2 separate regions of the Arachis hypogaea genome follow, and region 1 is linked to region 2. The links are chromatin contacts, called in public Hi-C maps. All regions are on one chromosome and are shown on one strand. The core of a region is the stretch at or near the end of the contact, and the rest is flanking DNA. Distances in the headings are between cores, read along the strand shown. Region 1 has its middle 15 kb from the start of LOC112755362. Region 2 holds the start of LOC112755361.

Region 1 (5,602 bases), core at 2,681-5,180, 35 kb before region 2:
CTAAAACCGTTTGCTTTGGGAAATCTTGCAATAGGTGATCTTGAAGAGAAAGTTAATAGGTCTGCCGACCAGAATGGTAATTGGAGGTGGAAAAAGCTTCACCGAATCCTTCCTGAGCACATTTTGGATGTCATTCGTCTCATGAAAGCCCCCAAATGAACATTGGGCCAGATAGTATAGTCTGGCTTCCAGAACCAGACGGAGAATTCTCTATTAAATCAGCCTATGAAGAGTTCTATAAGAGTAATGAGGATACGGATAACTATACCAAAAATATTTGGAAGCAAAAAATTTCTCAGAAGCTTAAAACCTTTCTTTGGCTCATTATGCATAAAGCTCTACTCACTAATTCTAAAAGACAGAAAAAGAGACTTACCAGTGATGCAAGCTATCCCAGATGTCTTGGTAAGGACGAAACGCTACTCCATGTGCTAAGGGATTGCCCTTACATCCGGAATGTTTGGATAAGCAGCGTCGACAGCACCGTGCAAAGAGACTTCTTCAATCAAGATCTTCACAGCTGGATGGGGAAGAATTTAAGCTTGGTGAATCGTAAATATAATGGGACCTCTTAGCCCATATACTTCATCACCGTGTGCAATGCAGCATCGTAAAATAGAAATGAATTGATTTTTAATCAAGAAAATATCCCTGGTAATAGTGTTGCTTACTTAGCGCAGAATCTTGCTAAAAGATATGAAGAGGTGAATTCATTATTCGAGACCAGTAAGAAAATGCTTACCTACACTAATAAGATGCAGCACATCGGTTGGGAGCCGCCGGAGGAAGGAGGCTATAAGCTCAACACGGATGGCTCCTTCTTATCAACTTCCATAACTGAAACTTATGGAGGATTAATTCGAGATTGTCACAGGTGTTTTGTAGTTGGATTTTGAATGAATGTTGGAAAGATCTCCATAACTAAAGCGGAGTTTTGGAACATCTACATTGGCCTGAAACTTACGACCGAACTTAACATCCAGAGCTTGATTATTTAAACTGACTCGATGTGTGCTTTCCGGCTCCTCCATGATCACCCTGTTCAACGGCATTCATCAACTTCCATTATTCGTGCAATTAGGACTTTGCTAGTTAAACCTGTGTATTTTCGAATGAGATATATTTTCAGAAAAACAAGCTTTTCGATAGACGCTCTGGCTAAGCATGCACATAAAAATCCCATGGCCTCTATCTTTTTGAACAAGCTCCTACTTTTATTTTCCTGCAACTAGATGCACATTTCTAAGATTCTCTATTATTTAGTTTTTGTTTTGTTTGGATCTGTGGCCCATTTTCACATAAAAAAAATAGGTATTTTTAACTAGAATACCAAAAAAATAATAGATGTCATCATGGCAAAATAATGATATAGAAAAGAATAGTATTTTAGTAATAAGGTTTAAAATGTATGATATTTTAATTGAAAAACTAAGAGATAGAATGAATGGAAAATAGACCGTGACTTCTTTAATTTTAAAAAAAATATTTTATTTCAATTGTAATTAGCTAAAATGTTATATGGTATATTTTATTTGTCAAATTAATAATATATAATAAATTTTAATTTTAATTATAATAAAAAATTTTATATTATATTTTAATTATTAAATTAGTAATTAGTAATAATATATAAGAAAAATAGAATAAATAAAAAATAATAAAACAAAAAATTTTAAAAAAAAATTTAAATTAAAAAAATTAATTTAATTATAATAAAAAATTATTATATAATATATTTTAATTATAAAATTAATAAAATATTAAAGAATTTGGCTAGGTGCTAAGTGCTAACAGCTTCCAATGGGTGCTTCTTGCTGTCAATGGTAGCCTTTGCTTGGCGAACATGTTGCAACAGATCTTGTTGTGAGGAAATGGAGAAAGGAAGCATGATGTATCCAATCCAATTTCCCCACCTCACTTTGGATTTTTCAGCCATCATATCTGCTACATCCTTACCAACATAATTAGTGTTCGACCAATGCCTGCTTAATTTTGCTTCAAAAAACAAAACAATCTTGCATATTAAATGGAGACAACGGTCAAATTAATTTTTAAGAGATGATTTATTTTTTAAAAAAATAAATTATTATATATATACATAAAAGACATAAACACTGTATTTATATAAGAAATAAATGATATTTATAATTATGGAAGATGTCTTTCGTATAATAAAAATATTCAAATTTTATATTAAAAAATTTTAAATTATTCTTCTCTCTACCACTATTTCCAAATTACTTATGGCATGCTGTTACACCTTTCTCTCTCACCGCTACTGTCATTATTGGCTGCTACTTCTCTATTTACAATAATCACCTGCCATTTTCAATTTCACATCAACACTAGACGCCACTTTCTCCAAATACCAAGTAGAAGTGGAATATTTTTTTAGAAGACAATAATAGAAACCTTGAATCCCTAAAAAAATAGAAGAATGCAATACAGTGAAAGAAGGCCAAAAAAAAAAGAAGAAGAAGAATAAGAGAGACAAAACAACAACAATGGTGATCAGTAACAAGCATTTTTTTAACAATCCAATCCAAGCTAATCTGTTTTCTCTGTTTTTACACAATTTGGCCTGGACCAATATGAACAATCCAAAGCATGATCCCATCATGACTATTCAAATCAACTACTTCTATTGCGGAGAAATTGCAATCGCACTCTGCGTTTTTTACAAATTCGACAACATTTCTACTCTCATCAATTTCGTCAATGTTTGAACCGCCATCACCAACCACCACCAAGATTAGAACCACCATAACTTTTTTCATATTTGGTAGGGGCGGTGGCGGTGGGGAGGGAGAGGTGCAGCAGTACGCCATGAGTAATTTGGAGACCGGTAGAGAAAAGGACAATTTGAAATTTTTGAATAATTTGTTAAGGTTTTGGTACTTTCATCTTTTGTAGTTACAAATGTCATTTCTTTCTTATATGTGTATATTTGTTAGCGTTTGTATTTTTCATAGATTTTATTCTTTGTTTTTAAAAAGTTTATTAATTAAATTCATATTTTAAAGAGTATAAATTAATTATGTTTATTCTTCTATAATTTTATTAACAATTTTTGTCAATAATTAATCATATAGAATATTAACTAACAATATGTATGATAGATAATATGTTTAATTGAACATTGACTATATGTATTTATAAAAATTTATAAATTTAATCTCAAGATTGTATTAGAATTACGATTTATGTAATTGGTAATATAAACTAAATTTATAAATATATAAAAGTCAATATTCAATTAGATGTGTTAGATATTATGTATACTATTAGTTAATATTTTATTTTATTAATCATTAACAAAAACTATCAATAGAGTGACAAATAAACAAATATGATTAATTTATAATTTTTTAAATATAAATTTAATTAATAATTTTTTAAAAACAAATTTAAAAAATAATTAATTTTTTAAAAATTAATTTAACTATTAACCTATATTAAACAATTGGAATAGTTTTTTATTGGGTTGTATAACGGGACACATGGCTCAAGAGAAAAACAAACTAATACATTATACATAACCATGGGAGAATACTATCTTTTATCTATTATTAAATAAGATAAAATAATTTTAAATTATTATATCATAAATACTATTAATTATAAGGATTTGTTATTGGCTAATGTATGCACAATAGTTAATGCATGATTTGATATTCAAACTATAACACTTATTTAAGTGGACTAATGAGTTAACCACTAGACCAACTCAATTTAGTTAAAAAATATTTTAATTTGGTTAAAGTTAAACCAAGAAAGGATTTTTCTTTTCTTTTTTTAACTTGCAAGAAAGGATTCTTTAATGTGACTCTCCCTTTTTGAAATTAGCCCGTTGAATAAAACGAGGCCCTTTCATGAAAATAATGGCCTAGTTTCATATTCTGTGAATTAGATTGGATATTGGCCCATTAAGAAATCATATCAACATCCATGACCTTAACCTATCTTCTTGTTCGTTACTTTTTAGGTTTAACCATTTAGGCTTAGGCTCAAAAAAAAATTAATGCTGCATCTCGTTTTCATTGACGTAAGTTCGTGACTTCTGACAAGTCCCCCCCTCCCCCCAAAAAAAAAACTAATGCTGCATCTCGTTTTCATTGACGTAAGTTCGTGACTTCTGATAAGTCGTGTTAAGATTAAATCAATTTTATATGCTGTTGTTAATTTAATTGATTTTCCTTCTGATCAATCATTTAAGCAAAGTTGTCCCTGTTAAGTTTTAAAAGTTGAAAATATTTTACTATATGTATAATAAAATTAGCTACTAAAATCAGCTATGATGAATTTGTACATAAATATATATTATTTAACTTATTTTTAGTATATATTTTATATTTTAACATGTATTTTATATTAATAATTATTTTATTAATTGATTTTAATATATACTTAACATGGTTGTAAAAGAAATACGGATTCACTTTTTAGCATGTTGTGAAAAAAGTGAAAGAACACATGCGAATAGAAAAAATTAAGAGAAGAAATGAAATTAACATAAACTCAATCTACAATAAAAGAACTCAACTAGCTCATTGCGGCAGTTGAAGTTGGGACTCATGGGTGATGTTGATGGCTTCTCTTCTGTACAGAGAGAGATGAGTGCCTAACAAATTAACAACGCCCAATCTGATGTATGTATGTGTTTAAACGTGAACCAAGTCAACCAACACCTAACACAAATAGAGCTTTTAATAACCTCGTAGTCACACGATTTCTCATTTAATGATAACAATAATAATAATAATAATAATAATAATAATAATAATACTTAGAACCACCATGTGGCTTCTGCAATAATGTGGATCTGGTTTTCTGACCATGGGCAGATATAAAAACATTCATCCTTCTATTTTAAAATGGATTGTTTTACCTATAATTTTGAGACAATTTATCTATTTAATTAAAGAATTTAACTAATCTGCCTCATAAATGCACATTTTAAAAATATAATAATAATTTTTTTTTATATTTTTATTTATTCAATGCATTAAAACTTTTAAAGAAAAATTATTTTTACAATAATTTTTATAAAATATATTTTTTAGTGTTTAATCTATGTCTTTAGGAAGAAGTTAGCAAAACTCTTAATTAAATAATAGATTACATCTCGAGTGTTGTGAGGACTAGTTGAATTTATTCACTTTTCAAGTACTTAGTAATCGAAATGTGTAATAAAAAAATTTGACTTAATTGCGGTTGCAATTGAGATATGACAATTTTGACAATTACTTTTATGTAAAAAAAGTAAGAGAAAATAATAGAAAAATAATTTGTGTCTGTTCAAAGTTATGTGAAATAATATAATATAAAAAGATATTTATAGGTATTAAAAAAATTGAAATAATAAAGACGTAATATCTTATAATATATGTTTAGATATGTTAAATAATTTTAATGAAAATTAATTGATCTTAATATATTTTAGCATCTCTCCAAACTCAAGTGACAACTTGAGTTTGAAACTTATTTAAAACAATGAAATAAAGAGAAAAAAAACTGCATAAATTGATGGAAGTGTAAACGAAACTGCCAGAAAGAAACGTAGACAGAACTGTCGTCAGGAAGCGCAGACAAAACTGTCATA
Region 2 (5,732 bases), core at 3,102-5,601:
AAAAAGTAAATTTAATTAAAATGATAAAATCCCTCTATTTAGGAACTTAAACATACCAGGTTAACAAAATCTTTCAAAATCATTATCCATGCGAACAATCAACAATGTTTAAGCGTTCAAATAATTCATTTTCAGAAATTGATCGAGGTGGGAGCACAAACTCTGGTGGTACCAGGAAACTTTCCTATTGGGTGCAACTTCAAGTATTTGACAATGTTTCAAAGTTCAAATAAGAGTGAATATGATGAAGCTGGTTGTCTAAAGTGGTTAAACAAGTTTGCTCAGTACTATAACGACATGCTTTATGCCGAACTTAATCGACTTCGACTGCTTCATCCCACTACAACTATCATCTATGCAGATTATTACAATTCTGCCTTAAGATTATATCGTTCTCCAACACAATTTGGTATGAACTACTCTCTATTTTTGATAATGTTATTTTATTTTTTTATTTATATATACAAAAATTCAAAAAAATTATGTGTAGAATGATAACTAAAAAAATAAGAATGATATTATGATACTGATTAGTTATCACTTATTTAAATGATATTATTCATTAATAAGTGCTTGTTTGGGTGTCATTAAATTGATAAAAAAGAATTTTTTTGCAATAATTTTTTTTTTATTTTTTTAGTGTATGTGTTTGACAAATTTCTAATAATAAAAGTAAAAGTACTAAAAAAATAAAAAAAAAAAATCTTTTTTGAAAAGTTACAATTTACATATTTGTTTAAAAGATCTTTTTTCTTAAAAAAATATTTTTCACATAATAAATATACAAAAAAGTACTTTTATCTTATTTTATCTAAACATAATTGATAGATAAAAAAATATTTTTACATGAGATATCTAAATATAAAATTATTTCTACTTTTGTAAAAGATTATTTAAAAAAATATCATTTAAAAAAATATCTTTTTTAAAAATAGCGCCCAAACCAACCCTAACTTATAAAGAGATAATTAAAGTGTATTTGATTTATGTTTTTAATTTTTGTTTTCATTTACAGTGTTTTTTATTTTTAGAAAATTGTAAGAAAAAAAAAGTAAAAACAATACTTTTTTATTTTCTTTTTCTTTTTCACAAAATTTTAAAAATAAAAATATAAACCAAATTATGTTTTTTATGTTGTAATAGTACATGACTAGGTGTATATTATTTTTACCACAAGAATGCATGAAAATTAAATTTCTGTTATGGTATAATTATAAATTATAAATAAACAGATTTCACATTAGGTTTAAAATGGAATGAAGATTATTTTAGGGTATGTAATTTATTTCTTGATGATGAAAATTCAGGTATTACAAACCCAATTTCAAGTGCATGTTGTCCGCTGACAGATGTAAACCATCCTACTGATTTGCATTGTGGCAGCCCAGGGGTCATAGCTTGTGTTGATCCATCTCAATACATTCCTTGGGATGGATGGCATCTTACTGAGGCAGCATATAAATTGATTGCCCAAGGTTTATTCAATGGACCATTTACTAATCCTAAACTTGATCTTTCATGCGTACATAATTCAGAAATATAGTATGATCTATGTTATCATCCAAAGAAATTAATCAAATAGATTTCGTTGTATTTATTTTACTGTTTCAGTCAGTCTAAAATCATAAAGATATATAGTTTGTTAAAAGCCTTCCACATATGTATTAAGATAAACGTGTATTAGGGATATGCTCACATTAAGAAAAGGTTCGTTACAAGAAATAATAAAATTTACATATTGAATCAAATTTGTTTGTTAATATTAATTATAACACACAGCCAAGGAATTACATATTGAAACTAATAAAATAGAACTTGAAAACATGCACTAATCAAGATTGTTCTAACAAATTTTCCAAATAAAGATTTACTAAGTATCTTCCAGTGGACAAAACATCAAGCCTTTTCTCGCTTGGTTCGTATTTTCCCTTCCGAAGCTGATAGCGATGTGTTACTGCTGAAATTGTATACCCTTGTCCTTCAATTGTCACACTCTCCCCACACTGCAGGTTCTGCTTTTTGGGGTAACAAAGAAGTTGGAAAACATTATGTTATGCACCAATTTAAATTGCATGTGCCATTTCTCGAGGAACTTTTCAACCATTCATAGTAGATTAACAATTTTAATAGGTCCTAATTGGGAGTAATTTAATATATCCAAATCTGATTGTCATATCTGTTTTCATGAAAAAGAAAAGACCGTGTGAATCATTTTAATTTTTAACCACAAAAGATGTAAATTAATTCGATAAATATCAAGGATTTGGTTAGTTCGACAAAAGTACCAAACTGGATAGTTTCTTGGATAGTTTTGCAAACTAGCTCAATCATTGATGAGTATCAAATTAGTTTACATCTTTCATATATTGAATTGTCAACATTTAAATCTCTGACGATCAGAAATTAAAGTTTATTTTAAAACTTAAGCAAACATATACCAGTTATCCAATGCTACCCTAGGGATATCTTACAAATTCTTTATTGGACTCACTTATCACATATCTAGTTCATGAGCACTCATTCAGGATGCCAAGCATCCTAATGGCTGCCCAATAAATATCATCGACACTTGCTCTAGTATCTACCATGGCACATCACACCTTGTGCCCCTCAACCAAGGACGGACTCTTCATCCTAGCATCCTCCCTAAACCATGTGACCATGGTGTGCACTGTGCACTTTTCTAACATTGTCAAAGGGGCATTCATGATGCTTGAATTCACTCCATTATTCGTCATCACCGCATCCGGTGTTAATTTTGGCTCTTACTAATTCACTATCATCCAAGCCTAACTGGATAAACATCATGCTAGTAGTGTCTTTGATGAACTTGTTGCTAGACCTTTTATAAAAAGGTGGGAGTATAATTGACAGTTAAACTTCGAGTAGCAACTATCCTAACTCTTACCTTAACGGCTTAGAATGGGAATTATTAGAAGTGATTCCAATTTCCAACAGCACAACTCTCTGAGCAAAGTCTCATAAGGTAGATTTTAATCATGACAGCACATAACTGTCTACACGGCTTCGGAAATAGTTTTGAACAGCACATGATTTCTTCTTCTGCAAGAACTATCAATACAGAAACAGAATTCAGCCACAATAGTTTCTACTTGGCAGTGATCACCAGGTTTTCAATTTTCTTTCTATCAGACCAACTTTTCTTCTTTTTGAGAAAAAGAAGAATTTCAATAAGTAGGACAGGGGGATAAGGATTCGCCTATACAAAAGCAAAGAAACTAAAAGATTTATCTATAAAACAAAACTTTCAAATTTCTCAACTTGACTTCATGAGCTTTGCACCATATAATCCTAACCCATAAAGTATGCTTGTTAAAAACCTGTCATTGAAAGTTTGAGCATTAAGCTCCAACAAAATAGTCCAAATACCGGTGAAAACTGCACAGCGCCAGAAACAATTTGTCTCTTATCTACTACCAAACCCAACACAGCAAACCTAGTAAAAAAATCTCATGTAGGGTTGCAGGGCACACCAAACATTCATAAAAAATGCTACACAAATTGTCACACCAACTTATTCTATAAGGGTGTTATTCTGTCGGTGAATGCTATGGTGCTATTATATTGTACCCAACTTATTAAAAAAGATAAATAAATAATATTTAATAAATTTTAAATATTTTATTTTTACTTTAAACATTTTATTGTTTATTTTTAAAAATAAGTTACACAATTTAGACATCACAATAAAAGGTCACATAGAATTCATCAATTCTTAAAAACAGTGGTTTACGGTAAAGATATTATATATAAATTATAATAATTAATAATCCTAGTAGAAAGAATTACTCAACCACTTTAGAGGGGGTGGGCACTTACAGGAGGAAGGCAACGAACGCCAAGACATTTGGGCGGAGGAGTAATCTCAACCACTTTGTACGGATGGATGCTACCCCGTTCTCTGTCTCTTTCTCTGTCTCTCTTCCTGCACGAAATCTCAAACGCCATCGTCTGCTGAAAAGAGGAGAATATGGTAAATTGACAAGTCTCAAAAGTTATATCCATGGGGAAAAATTACAAATCAGATTATGGTTACCTTTTGATACGAACCAAGGCTACTGTTCCATGACGCCATTGCCATTCTCTGGACTCCAACAAAGGGCTATTTTTCTTTCTTACTTTTCTATTCTGTTTTGTTCTTCTTTTCAGGTTTATGTGAAGTCCTGAATTCGCGGTGCCGATGTTCGAGCTAGAAGAAGCAAAATGGATAGCCCAGGGCCAGAAAAATCTGATTTTTCTTTCTCTCTTTCTTTCTTCTTTTTATTTATTTATTTTTAATTTTTAATTATGGTGGGACGTTGAGAGTGTAAGACCGTGGTTTCAATTTTTCTGAACACGAATAAAATAAAATAATAATAATAGGGATTTTTTTTCAAATAAATAATTCAATTATTTTATTTATCGAAATATATGTAATTTGACTTATCTCATTTACATTGAAATAATTATAAATGTATCTAGTTTATACCGTTAACGAGATAATTAATTTGACTTATACGTATTTTGTTTATAAATGCGATATTTGTAGTTTGGAAAAAAATATATATCTCGTTTTCAGTTTAAACGAGATATATGTATCATTATAAAAAAATTTGCGATTAAAATAATATTAATAATTCAAATTTTTAACATGCAATTAGTACTAAAAAAAATTAGTAAAAAAAATTAAAATAGATATGTTTGATCAATTAGTACTAAAAAAGAGTACATAAAATTTTTTAGATTAAATTATAAATCGAATTGGATTGATTTAAATTTAAAAAATAAAATATCCTACTTGTTGGGAATCGCTTCTCTGAGTATGTTCGGTTTGCCTACATAACTCATACCATTTTTCTTGGCGCTTTCCTTTATCCATCTCAATACGAAACCTTGTGAAAACTGGTGGCCCAGTTGCTTTTCTGCGTATGGATGGATTAGGACGCAATCGTGTCCTGTACCACTCCAGCCACAGCTTCTCGTCTGGTATCGATGGGAGCTCCACTTCATACACCTTGAACACAGCCTCTTGCCTTACCGGATGAACATATGTTCCCCACTTAACACTTGCAGCAGTACAGGCGGCAAGTGCATGGTGACATGAGAAATGGAGTGATTGGAAGAGATTACAATCACATGCGCCCGCATTCAACCGAATACGGAATGAACCTTGAGACCAACCCTCGAAAGGATTTAACTCCTCTACCACAAACACTGAAGCCCTCCTGCCATAGTGCGTAACACACATCTTCGAGATCCCCTCCCTGATCTTCTCAACGGCGGCTACCCGTCACTGAGGAAATTGATTTTCCGCGGCCAATTGTGTTTGTGCCTCTCCGCCCTTTCTGACGAACAACTGTTGTAACCTCTCGTAAGTACATTACACGATTGCTAAAATCGATAAATAACGCATACCCTTAAGTACTACATTCATGCACTTAGAGAGGTGCGTTGTCATATGCCCAAATCGGCGACCGCCGTCACAGTGTTGTAACCATAATTTCTTTTTGAATCTACTAGCCCAGTCTGTCATCTCACACGACAAACCTCTCAATGCATTCATGTACCACTCATACCCCACCTTACTTGGACTATAAGCAACATTTATGAGATATCGCTTGCTTTGGTAGATTTGAAACAAGACATGAAGTTCACGGCCATGTGCCTGACACAATAAGCATGGAACGCTCTAGAAGGGTTCCAACCACTATCGTTGGCTCTCAGTGCAGCCT

Evidence for each region. Hi-C and Micro-C count contacts between places; a contact is called where the count stands out from the background.
Region 1: a contact with region 2 is called in a Hi-C map of leaf, with 2.0 times the contacts expected there. The contact joins the enhancer-like site here to the promoter of LOC112755361 in region 2. A contact is called at or near these places in 4 of 8 Hi-C or Micro-C datasets (leaf and an unstated tissue).

The regions. Positions count from the first base shown.
Region 1 is chr16:140,778,724-140,784,325 of arahy.Tifrunner.gnm2.J5K5, reverse strand. No RefSeq gene overlaps it. Among protein-coding and RNA genes, the nearest start is that of LOC112755362, 15 kb to the left of the region's middle. Within about 2 kb of position 3,930, at least 2 of the 3 cell types and tissues checked have open chromatin away from gene starts, as enhancers often do.
Region 2 is chr16:140,743,797-140,749,528 of arahy.Tifrunner.gnm2.J5K5, reverse strand. It overlaps LOC112755361, which reads right to left and starts at 4,351. Exons shown (of 3, transcript XM_025803403.3): 1 at 4,058-4,351; 2 at 3,841-3,972; 3 at 1,665-2,012. The coding sequence starts at 4,102. The coding sequence ends at 1,833. LOC112755360 (GDSL esterase/lipase At1g28600) reads left to right here. Exons shown (of 5, transcript XM_025803400.2): 4 at 136-409; 5 at 1,308-1,597. The coding sequence ends at 1,543.